Linked DNA regions of Mus musculus: all the other regions are linked to region 2. A link is a contact called in public ChIA-PET and HiChIP or PLAC-seq data. All regions are on one chromosome and are shown on one strand. Each heading gives the region's core, a stretch centred on a gene start, on an enhancer-like site or on the middle of the called end of the contact. The rest is flanking DNA. Distances are from core to core; before and after follow the strand shown.

What was found. ChIA-PET counts read pairs in DNA pulled down with a chosen protein or histone mark. HiChIP or PLAC-seq counts read pairs in DNA pulled down with a chosen protein or histone mark.
Region 1: an RNA polymerase II ChIA-PET map of memory CD8 T cells shows a contact between it and region 2, with 400 read pairs. The contact joins the enhancer-like site here to the promoter of Fbxl22 in region 2. A contact is called at or near these places in 16 of 39 promoter capture datasets (3T3-L1-derived adipocytes, the C10 cell line, the HPC-7 cell line and 11 more), 1 of 15 datasets of contacts at CTCF or cohesin (pro-B cells), 13 of 484 Hi-C or Micro-C datasets (B cells, CD8 T cells, the G1E-ER4 cell line and 5 more), 12 of 115 datasets of contacts at active chromatin or transcription factors (the 230-238 cell line, CD8 T cells, the SCID.adh cell line and 7 more) and 1 of 9 other capture datasets (adipose tissue).
Region 3: a contact with region 2 is called in an H3K27ac HiChIP or PLAC-seq map of SST interneurons, with 3 times the contacts expected there. The contact joins the enhancer-like site here to the promoter of Fbxl22 in region 2. A contact is called at or near these places in 9 of 39 promoter capture datasets (the 3T3-L1 cell line, the C10 cell line, the HPC-7 cell line and 6 more), 1 of 15 datasets of contacts at CTCF or cohesin (large pre-B cells), 6 of 115 datasets of contacts at active chromatin or transcription factors (the 230-238 cell line, SST interneurons, bone marrow-derived macrophages and 3 more) and 3 of 9 other capture datasets (adipose tissue, embryonic stem cells and liver).
Region 4: an H3K4me3 HiChIP or PLAC-seq map of bone marrow-derived macrophages shows a contact between it and region 2, with 2.2 times the contacts expected there. The contact joins the enhancer-like site here to the promoter of Fbxl22 in region 2. A contact is called at or near these places in 8 of 39 promoter capture datasets (embryonic stem cells, fetal liver, frontonasal cranial neural crest and 5 more), 1 of 484 Hi-C or Micro-C datasets (nephron progenitors), 2 of 115 datasets of contacts at active chromatin or transcription factors (bone marrow-derived macrophages and embryonic stem cells) and 1 of 9 other capture datasets (adipose tissue).

What each region holds. Positions count from the first base shown.
Region 1 is chr9:66,280,197-66,282,896 of GRCm38.p6, reverse strand. No RefSeq gene overlaps it. Among named protein-coding and RNA genes, the nearest start is that of Gm39364, 19 kb to the left of the region's middle. Within about 2 kb of position 1,311, at least 72 of the 459 cell types and tissues checked have an H3K27ac peak or open chromatin away from gene starts, as enhancers often do. A contact at or near this core is called in the 230-238 cell line, B cells, CD8 T cells and 7 more, where this site is marked.
Region 2 is chr9:66,513,307-66,516,006 of GRCm38.p6, reverse strand. Fbxl22 (F-box and leucine-rich repeat protein 22) reads left to right here and starts at 1,414. Exons shown (of 2, transcript NM_175206.4): 1 at 1,414-1,788. The coding sequence starts at 1,454. It overlaps Usp3 (ubiquitin specific peptidase 3), which reads left to right. Exons shown (of 15, transcript NM_144937.4): 15 at 1-1,368.
Region 3 is chr9:66,747,202-66,749,901 of GRCm38.p6, reverse strand. It overlaps Car12 (carbonic anhydrase 12), which reads right to left. Exons shown (of 11, transcript NM_178396.5): 4 at 2,181-2,326. Among named protein-coding and RNA genes, the nearest start is that of Car12, 35 kb to the right of the region's middle. Within about 2 kb of position 1,406, at least 13 of the 459 cell types and tissues checked have an H3K27ac peak or open chromatin away from gene starts, as enhancers often do. A contact at or near this core is called in SST interneurons and forebrain, where this site is marked.
Region 4 is chr9:66,382,249-66,384,948 of GRCm38.p6, reverse strand. The region is part of intron 3 of Herc1 (HECT and RLD domain containing E3 ubiquitin protein ligase family member 1); the gene reads right to left. Among named protein-coding and RNA genes, the nearest start is that of Gm30447, 30 kb to the right of the region's middle. Within about 2 kb of position 1,393, at least 1 of the 459 cell types and tissues checked has an H3K27ac peak or open chromatin away from gene starts, as enhancers often do. A contact at or near this core is called in bone marrow-derived macrophages, where this site is marked.

The DNA of each region.
Region 1 (2,700 bases), core at 62-2,561, 230 kb after region 2:
TTAGAAAGATGGCTCAGTGGTTAACAGAGCTGACTGTTTTTCCAGAGGACAAGGGTTCAATCCTTGTAGCTCTCACTACTGTCTGTAAGTCCAGGTGGTCTGATGCCCTCTTCTGGCTTCTGTGGAAACTGCATGCACATGGTGCACACTTATGTGCAGACAAAACAGCAATACACATTGGGGGGTTGAGGTGGGGGGAGATGCAGATGTGTTAGTTTGATTTCTGTTGTTTTTTTTTTTTCACTTTTTAAAAATGAGAACAGTGGGTTTTTTTTTTTAAGGTGTATTTATTTTATTTCTATGGGTACACTGTGGCTGTCTTCAGACACCAAAAGAAGGCACCAAATCCCATTACAGATGGCTATAAGCCACCATGTGGTTGCTGGAAATTGAACTCAGGACCTTTGGAAGAGTAGTCAGTGCTCTTAACTGCTGAGCCATCTCTCCAGTCACCTGTTTGCTTTTGTTTTAAAACAGTAATATAGCTCAGGCTAGCCTAAATTCACAACTCACTATGCAGCAAAAGATAACCTTGAATTCCTGGTCCTCTTGTTTCTGGCTCCAGAGTGCTAGGATTGCAGGCATGCACCAGCGTGTATGGTTTATGCAGTGCTGGGGCCTACGAAAGACCTCAGACTACCAACTTTCCACTGCTGTGACAGAAGGCCTATGATAATCAACAGAAAAAGAAGAAAGGATTATTTGGGCTCACAGTCTGGGAGGTTTAGGTCCATGGCTGCTTGCCTCTGCTGCCTTGGGGGTCTGTGGTGAGACATCATGACAGAAGCTGCTCATATATGACATCTAGAAAGCAAAAAGACAGAAATATTTGGGCATGGTATACACCTGGGTTCCCAGCTCAGGGGAGGCTGAGGCAGGAGGGTTGCAAGTTCAAGGCCAGCCTGGGCTACATAGTGAGCCCTTGTCTCTGAATGCAAACAAAACAAATGCCAACCCCCCTGGAAGCCTTAGTTTCCTAAGCTTTCTCAAGATGGCTGTGAGAACAGAAGGCAATAAAGACCTGGTGTGAGGCAGATGCTTCTAGAATGCAAACCACAGGGTGGGGGCGGGGGGAGTGGAGAGGCACAGGCAGACCGGCAAGAAGGCAGCAGCTGCTGCTGCTCTCTAGCAAGGCTCCTTTGCATTTGGCCGTAGGCAGCTGAAGGGGCCAGACAGGCGGAAAGCGAAGGTGCTTTGCAGCTGGGCAGTGAGGTTTCTTAACCAACCGAGCTTCACAGAATGTTCAGGATGTGGGCCGGCCCCCAGCATGCACTGGGGAAAACCAAAGGACGAGAAACAAGAGGCATGTCACGTCAAGGGCCTTGCTCATCACATATCACATGTCACCAGAGTGGTTGGCAGAGGCAGCAAACAACACCATGGGAACTCCATCTCCTTCTTCCATTTGCTCCATCCAGCCTACTCACTGATGAATTTATGTTTTACGCTAGTCCATAAAGCACAGTTGTTAGGACAGAAGCCACTTTCTGAGTGCAGTACACTAAGTGCCGCCATGCTTTAGCTAATCCAACCGAATAGTCATAGGAGCCCTGCGGGGAAGATATTGGCATGCCCCCGTTTTACAAATGGGAAAGCTGAGGCCCAATACCTTGGTAAATAAATAAATAAATAATCACCCAGCTAAGAAGATGTCAGAAATGTCATTCAAACTCTGAGACCTAACCTGACTCTCAGGCCAGGGTTTTCAGATCAGTACCGTGGACCTAGGCTAGAAGACATTTTCATATTTTCTTTTTTCTTTTTTTTTTCCCCCTTGAAACCGGTCTATGTAGCCCTTGCCAGAACATACTATCTAGACCAGGCTGATCTTGAACTCACAGAGATCCACCTGCCTCTGCCTCCTAAGTACTGACATTAAAGACACATGCCAGCACATCCTGCTGGGAGACACTTTCTAGGGAAAAGAGGTAAGTACCTACAGGCTTTGGAGGAGCAGGAAAGCCCACCTCCTGGGCCAGTGTCCAGTGAGGAGGGGGTAAGAGACATTGCCTACCATCACCCAGCAGTGGGCATGGAGAGAGGCACTACACCCCTCCATCAGTGCCCTTCTCTCAGTAGAGACCTCAGCTGCCTCCTAGCAGTTTGGGGGAAAACCAATTGTGCCCTAGGCTCTAAGGCACTAAGCCTTAGGTATAGACAATCACAATTTATCCTGGTCCCCCCACCCCCCTCGATCTAGGGATGTGCATGCAGACCAAGAAAGGCTTTGCTGTGGTTTCAGAATGTCTGTGCTCACTTCCTGTAAAGACATATGCAAATTACTTTTCTCATTGCTGAGACCTAACACCTGGTCAGAAGCAACTTAAAGCTAGGAGGCATGGTGGCTCACACCTCTGTGAGTCTGGGAGCAGCTTGGTCTATATTGTGAATTAATTCCAGACCTGCCTGCCAGGGCTACCTAGTGAGACCCTGTCTCAAAAGAAAAAAAAGAAAAAGGAAGGAGAAGAAATAGAAGAAGGTCTATTTTGACTTACAGTTGGGATACAGTGCATCGTGGCAAAGGCATACAAGCAGGAGTGTGAAGTGGCTGGCCACACTGTGTCTGCTGTGTGGAAGCAGAGGCAGACAGATGCTGGGGTTCAACTAGATCTCTGTTTGTTATGTAGTCCAGAACCCTAGCCCCATGAATAGCATCCACAGCTGCAGTGGGATTCTCCAGCTTAGTTAACCTAAACTAGA
Region 2 (2,700 bases), core at 165-2,664:
ACAGGAAAGAGGAGGCACATGTGTGTGTGACTGTCACCACTGGGCAGTAGCCCTCAAGGGAGTGGTGGCCATGCCAAGATCATTGGCCATTAAGACTTAGTAGTCTGTATGATGCCAAGATGTCATTGTGCACGTTACCATTCATTCTGGCTGCAGACGAATCACATCCTAGTCCCGCCTCACCAGCTGGGCTCTTCTGTGGATTGTTTCCAGGCAGAGCAAGCCGGGCAGTGGTGGCGCTCGCCTTTAGTTCCAGCACTCAGGAGGCAGAGGCAGGCGGATTTCTGAGTTCGAGGCCAGCCTGGTCTACAAAGTGAGTTCCAGGACAGCCAGGGATATACAGAGAAACCCTGTCTCAAAAAGCCAAAAAAAAAAAAAAAAAAAAAAAAGAGGAGGAGGAGAGGAAGGAAGAAGAAATGGCAGAGCAACAGCCATCAGGGGCCAGTCTTGTAGCCTACATGGGCAGGAGGAAAGGGGAGTAGTCATTAAGGGGTTCTGTGGAGTTCTTTCAGGGGAAGCTGTAGTAGTCTTAGGTTTCCACCAAGTTGTATGCACTTAGAGCAGCTTCATACTTCCAGATCTGCAGCACAGCTTCCTAAAAAGCAGGGCAGCTGGGGGCTGTGTGCAAGCATTGAAACCCATCAGACTTGCAGTTCACTTCCAGTTATTTACACTTCAATTAAGTGTTCAAAAATAGAAACTGCCCACCCTCACATATTGGGGAATGCTATCTAGGACAGATAATGAAACTCTGCAAATCACCCACGAAAAAGAACACATGCACCAGTCTGTCTGTCTCACACACACGTGCTAGCTTTTAAAATAACATTTCAGATGAATCTTATGACAGTTTAGGGTAAAAATGGAGCCATTTGGGCCTTGCCATTGGGGTTTAAAGATAGCTCATCTTTGCAAGGTAGCCATTAGTGTCCTGAGCTAAAGTACCAAGCATGATCCTCAGATTCCACTCACAGTTTGGGGCATGGTAAAAATGACCTCTTCCTAGCAAGGGTGAGCAGAGGAGCCGCACCGACACACTCTGATACCTAACAGCTAATACTCACTGTCCTGCTAGGAGAAAGGCTGCAAGCCCAGGAAGGGCTGTTGTCGCTAATTACCTCCAATGAAAACACCTTAGTAAAAGCCAAGAGCCCTGTGCTCAACACTTATCAGCTCAGAGGAAAAGAAATCCCTTTTAAGGAAAACTTGTAACTTCAATGGGCTGCTCTTCTGCCAGGACTTTCAGGCCCTCTGAACATAAGCCGAACCACAGATGGCTTCGAGTAAGTCTGGATCCTGACACCCGCCCTCCCCACCCCGAGCTTCAGCACCAGTTGTTGGCCAAAAATAAACACCATTCCTCAACCATATATGTCCACCAGTCCTGATCTGGGGAGGAAGCAGGAGGCAGGTCAGACCCTTTCTGGGCATTCACGTGCGGCCACCACTCACCATGCACATAACCCAGCTCAATCGGGAGTGTCTGCTGTGTCTCTTCTCCTTCCTGGACAAGGACAGCCGGAGGAGCCTCTCCAGGACTTGCTCCCAGCTCCGAGATGTGTTTGAGGACCCCACCCTCTGGCCCCTGCTGCACTTCCATTCTCTCGCAGAGCTCAAGAAAGACAACTTCCGGCTGAGCCCTGCGCTGCGCAGCCTGTCCATCTGTTGGCATTCCAGCCGTGTGCAGGTGTGCAGCATCGAGGACTGGCTCAAGAGCGCCCTCCAGAGGAGCATCTGCAGCCAGCACGAGAGCCTGGTTAATGATTTCCTCCTGCAGGTGTGCAACAGGTAGGCCACCTTGCCCCTGAGCACTGTGGCTTTGTTGGCCCTGGCTCCAGGGAGGGCTGGGAAGCACACATTCCAAGAGCAATATGGCTCAGATTGAGACCAAGGCAGACAACCAGTGCCCAAAGAGTTGGGTTAAATCGGCTCACTCTCAGCTCCTAAAAATGCTGCTGTGGCAAATGAAGTTGAGTTCAGCTGGGTTCAGCGGCTCCTTGGAGCAGCTGTCTTCACTGGCAGCCATTAAGGCCTGGTTGGGTTCAGCTGAGCCTGGATTTTCAAGGTCAGGCTCCCAAAGGCATCAGTTGGCTCAGGCCTCTAATTTGGCCAAAAATAAACACCATTCCTCAAACAAGAATGCAGTTACCGAGGCCTGAGAACTGCTGCTAAGGAAGGAGAGCTAGGGTGCTCAGGTAAGCTGAAGCAAAGCCTATGCAAAGTAGCAGTGAGCGTCTCCTCTGGGGAACACACTTGTCCTGCACAGCACTCAGGGATGGATTTCAACTGTCAGGGCATAAGGGATACTCTGAGACATAGTGTGCTGTGCCAGTGTAGGACTGCCAGATCTTAGCAAGTAAGATACACACCACCCAGTTATATTTGAATTTGAGATAAACCGTAATAGGGGATGCCCTGAAAAATCCCCTATTTGATCTTTTGATGCCACACATCCCTCCCTCCTCCCCCCAATCCCTTGCACAGGCTGAGCCACAAAATGGGTCAGTCACACCTTCCTGTGCAGGGAAGCTATGGCCAACATGGCTGTGCCAGCTGCTGAGGAGAAAGAGCTCCCTGCTAGCTAAGAAGCATGGGTGGTTGCTAGCTGCTGCCATCTAGGGTTAGTACCACTGTGGGCTGGCCTCACCACAGAAAGTAATTACAGGGGCCTGCCTTTCACTTGTTCTCTTCCCAAGTTGG
Region 3 (2,700 bases), core at 157-2,656, 230 kb before region 2:
CGTGCATTTTTATTCCATGTTGCGGAAATTACTGCCTATAGAGATTTGATCTGGATTTCTTTTTCTTCCAGTCACTCATCATCTCCCTCTTTAAAGGAAATTCAGCATTAGGTCTATTTTCAATGTTATTATGTGGCCTTTGCTGTTTTCCATTTCACTTTATTTTATGTGTATGGATGTTTTGCCAACAAGCCTATCTTCCTGTGTACCATGTGCGCGCCTGGTTACAGTGGAAATCAGAAGAGGATGCTGGTTGGAGCTACAGATGGTTGTGAACTGCCAGGTGAGGGCTGGGAAGTGAACCAGGGTCGTTTTGAGGGTGGTGGGCAGAATCTTACCATCTAGCTTAAGCTGGCCATGGGTTTGAAACTGTCCTGCCTCGGCCTCTTGAGAGCTAGGATTACAGAATACAGTACCATGCCTGGCTTTCATGTTATTTCTTCTAAGTGACCTTGTGATAAGGCTTCCTCAGGGGCTCTGGCTTCACTAGCTTTCCATATAAAGGATGGCCTACCACACAACTCACACCATCTTGGAATGGTTTGGAGAACAGAGTAGATGTCTATTTGTCTAAATTAACCAAGATCCTTATTGCTTGACGTTTGACCCTATGGTCTGCGTCTGCTTTTAATGTATTCGGACAAAATAAAAAATAGGTAAAAATTAATCCAGGACTGGGAGTTCCCTGGTAAGGGGCTTCAGAAAGACTCTTCTGTAATCCCCAGCCCTTAACCACTACTTCAAAGAGATTCCATACACAGAATCTGACAGTTAGGACCACCCTGATGCTTTGTCTTGAGTATTAGCAACCATGACCATCAGCCTTGGTCTGATGATTAGCTTAAGAGCAGAGAATGTAACAATTAGTAATATATATAGGCCAATGGGGGCTACATAGTAAGATTATGTCTCAAACGTGGGCGTGGGTGTGTGTGTGTGAGAGAGAGAGAGAGACAGAGACAGAGACAGAGACAGAGACAGAGACAGAGAGAGCATGCATGCGACTGTGGTGTCTGGGGAGGCCAGAAGAAGGCATCAGACCCCCTGGAGTTAGAGCTACAGGCAGCTATGAGCTCCCCACATGGATTCTGGGAATCAAGCTCGGGTTGTCTGTAAGAGCAGTACGCTCTCTTAATTGCTGAGCCGTCTCTCCGGCACCCTGGAAATATTTTTAAATGCACAAACTCTCCAAGCCGACATCGTAGCTGCCACTTTGTTCTCCTAGGGAGAAGCAGAAGCCTCAACATTGCAATTAACTTGCAAGAAATTGCAGTTCTTGAGCTCCAAGGAAGGAAGGGTCTACTCCGAAATGTGTGCGCCTCCAGTCACACCATTCCACCGGGGCAGAATCACAGCCCCTCCACACTCGTAAGAGACCTATAATTAGCTTGAGACGTTAAGCAGTTCAGCAGTTGGGAACGGAGGAGAGAATAGTTGTATCATTACTTACCACGGGATCTGCCGGCTGAGCAGCAGCGTTCATCTCCTCCTATTTATTTCCCTGTATGCGCTCAGAGCCACATCCCCAACTCACACCTCGGGGTGGAAGAACTCAGGACCCCTCACCATCCCACCCCATCACCTGCCTGTGGTACAGCAAGAACATTCTGCCTCTCTTCTCATTCTCTTTCAGCATTTTAGGTTAGAATCTCAAGGCGGCATGACACAGTGCTGCACCCACATCCCAAACCATTTTCAGAGAATCTCTAATCATCACAATGCCCTCCACCTCTTAATCTATGGGAAACTGCAAGAGTGGGTCTGGGTCCGTGTCCTTGTGTTCCTAAGTCCAGTGATGTGGGAAAGGCATTTGTAAGCAAGCGTGATGTGTGAAGACTGAGAAGCAAAGAGAAGCAGATACGATTAAGCAATGAGCTGCAGCAGCCAGGCAAGCTGTGAGGTCTTCATCTGCACAAGGGAAGGGGATGTCTAGATGCACCCCACCATGTCATCTGCAAGGCCAGCCTTCCCAACAGCATCATACAGTAAAAGAAACAGGCAAACTCAGCGTGGTCCAGCAGAGGAGCGGACAAGGACCTGGATAAGGGCAGGGGAGTGAGACCGTCCTGTTCTGTAGACAGAAGAGTGGAGACAAAGACTATGAAGGCTACTCTATCCCAGTGGCTGTGGAAGGGGGACCCAGTGCCAGGTCCTCTCTACCATACTGGCCATTCACTCACCTCGGCAGCAAAGTGCTTCCCACTCACGGTGTGTTCAGAGCCATGGGGGTCATTGCGGTTCCCCCAGTGCAAGTGCAGCTGCTCTGCTCTGTAGTGGTGAGGCTGGAGACCCTGGATGTACATGTCTGAGTTCAGATTCAGTCTCACTGTGAGGAACGGAGAAACAACCTTCAGGGCCCTGGCCAGATGAACCCTGCTAGAAAGCAGGCCTGCAGGCAGCCACTGCACAGGCACAGGTGGCTGCAGGACCACGGAGCAGACCTGAGCAATGATGCTTGCAGATGTGGCACCTGCCCTCTTTCCCTAGTGTAACTGTAGTGGCACCAACACCTTCATGGGTCTCCCTGCAAAGCACCAACTCTAAGCCAATGATGGATGTTTCTTTACTAATCAGTATATCGGGCTCCTGTCTGATACTAGAACCTTCAGTGAAGAACTTTTCCAATTGGAGAATTGCAATAATTGCTATTTAAGAAGCACTACTATACAAGAGACTCTGATATACCCAATCTGTAGTATA
Region 4 (2,700 bases), core at 144-2,643, 130 kb after region 2:
ATTTAGTCTAGTTTTACATATTCTCTGAAATTACTGTCTTAACTTCTAATACTCTAAGCTACTCACATCTAGCTTTAAATACAGATAGCTAAAATATTAATTAGCACAGAGTAAATAGCTAAGGTGGGAAGGACATACATAATCAAGCCACTTTATTAAATAAAATGTTTTCACATACAAAGTTCATAAAGACAAAGTAGGAAGAAAACATCACTAATAATCTTGTTACCTTTACATAATAAATGTTACCTCTTTTCATATGCACATTCTTTAATAGTAATTAAGAACTGACAAATGTCAAAACAATAACGCAAAATTTTATGCCTACTCTTGATGCTTACATAGACAATATTCCATGTAATGTTAAATCACAATTAACTACTTTTTTCTAATAAATATTTAAATCACTTATCTTTGTTATATAGCTCATTTACTGACCAGGCATGGTGGTGTATCTCTTTAATCCCAGCACTTGGGAGTCAGAAGTAGGTGAGTTCCAGGACAGCCAGGGCTACACATTGAGGTCTTGTCTCAAAATTATATAATATGTTACTATATTTTATCCCAAAGCATAGGAACCAAGGTGACACTCTGACTCCTTGAACTAAGGAAGGGATCTATATCAGAGTATTAGTCTCACTGCAAACACACTAACACTTAATATTAAGGTTCAAAGTATTTTACAAGTTGATGTTACAGGAAAGAGGAATGCCATTTTAACTTCACATATTCTATCAAGTAGAGCTAAAATTAATCCTTGTTATTGACTTTCCATATTTTCTGATATCAACTAAGTTTTACACAACTGCTTTTTATTAACACACAAAACCTCAATACAATCAACATATTAAAACTATGACTGGGGGCTGGAGAGATGGTCAGCGGTTAAGAGCACTGGCTGCTCTCCCAGAGGTTCTGTGTTCAATTCCCAGCAAACACATGCTGGCTCACAACCATCTATAATGAGATCCAATGCCCTCTTCTGGTGTGTCTGAAGAGAGCAAAGGTGTACTCATACATTCAATAAATGAATAAATAAATAAATATTTAAGAAGAAAAAAAAACTATGACTGTAATTATTGTCAATTTGTGGTTTAAAGGTTTTTTTTTAACATAAGTAAAACAGAAAAATCTTAAAGAGGTAATGTTTTGTCAGCATATTAAACAGGAAGAGACAGAAGAATTTTACTCAGAACCTTTAACTATAATGCAAAGTAATAGAGTAAGTATGTCTGACAAGGTTTTCCTAGTGAACATCAGGACACAGAACTACCTGTCAATGAATCTGGAACTTCACTGATGACGAAAGGAGGATGGTGGTGTAGCAAGACAGTGAAATTTATCATTCATAGACCTAGTATTGTAACAAGGTCCTTCCTCTTTTCTCAAAAAAGAAAAAAAAAAGAAAAAAGAGGAAAAAGAAAACAATACTAATGAGATTTAAAAGCACAGTTTTACAGTAAACGTAAAGCTGGAAGGTGGTTGCTAAGCAGGATTCTGTAAAACTCAGATGGCAGAACCAGAGCACCACGGTTCTCAACTCTCCAACTCTGAGACTCGAGCTCCATTTAACATTCATAACAAACTACGTACATGTAGCTCCAAGAACCACAAAGTAGGTGATCGCAGTGCACCACCAAATACACACAGCATTACCATTACAGAATCACTGCCATTTATTGAAATGGTTTTCCTTCTCCAATTATGAGGACATTTGTTTTATTTCTTTAGATATTTTTTTTGAGATTTTGTTTATTTATGTTCGATTCCAGTACAGCAGAAAGCAATGAAGGCCTGGCAGACAGCTGAACAATAGAATCCTACAACAGCCAGTTGGGTACTCATTAAAAGAATAGGTCAATCTAAGAAAACTAGTCACACCTTGGAGAAGTTCTGCCCTTTCCCACAACAAACAAGGCCAAGGGCTCCAGGACAATAAATACATTTTAAATGTCATGGGTTATCTAGCTCCTGTAATTAAAAAAAAAAAAAAAAACGAACCAGTCAGGATTCCCTCCCAGGAAGGAGCCCAATGCAAAGGACAAACTACTAGAGTAGATTCAAAAGTACAGGGATAGGAACAGTGGAGAGAAGAGATGGAGAAGGAGAAGATAAAAGTGAGAAGAAAAGCCTGGGGAAATGATTTTTTCAAATATCATACAAGAATAGTAGAAAAGAAATCGAAAGAAAGAAAAAAGAATCACACAACATGCTACCTTGAAACCCAATCCATTCTGAAGTTTCAGAAAAACTAATTTCACAGAAAAGTTAATAACAGAGTTCTGATGAACTTGAATACTTGGTCATAATGATGCCTGACTAATTCCAAGACTCAAGGCACAGAGCATGAGGTTAAAGTCAGCCTGAGTGATAGACCATGAAAGAAAAAGAAAAAAGAAAAGAAACACAAGGTGAGAAGAGTGGGAGAAGAAGGAAAGGAGAGAACATAGAGAAGAGGAGGAGGGAAGACAGGAAGAAATGGGGGTGAGGGGGGTGTCTTAGAGTTTTACTGCTGTGACCAGACACTATGACCAAGACAAGTCTTATAAAAAACAACATTTATTTGGGGCTAGCTTACAGGTTCAGAGGTTCAGTCCATTATTATCAAGGTGGGACATGGCAGCATCCAGGCTGTCATGGTGCAGGCAGAGCTGAGAGTTCTATGTCTTCATCCAAAGGCTGCTAGTGGAAGACTGACTT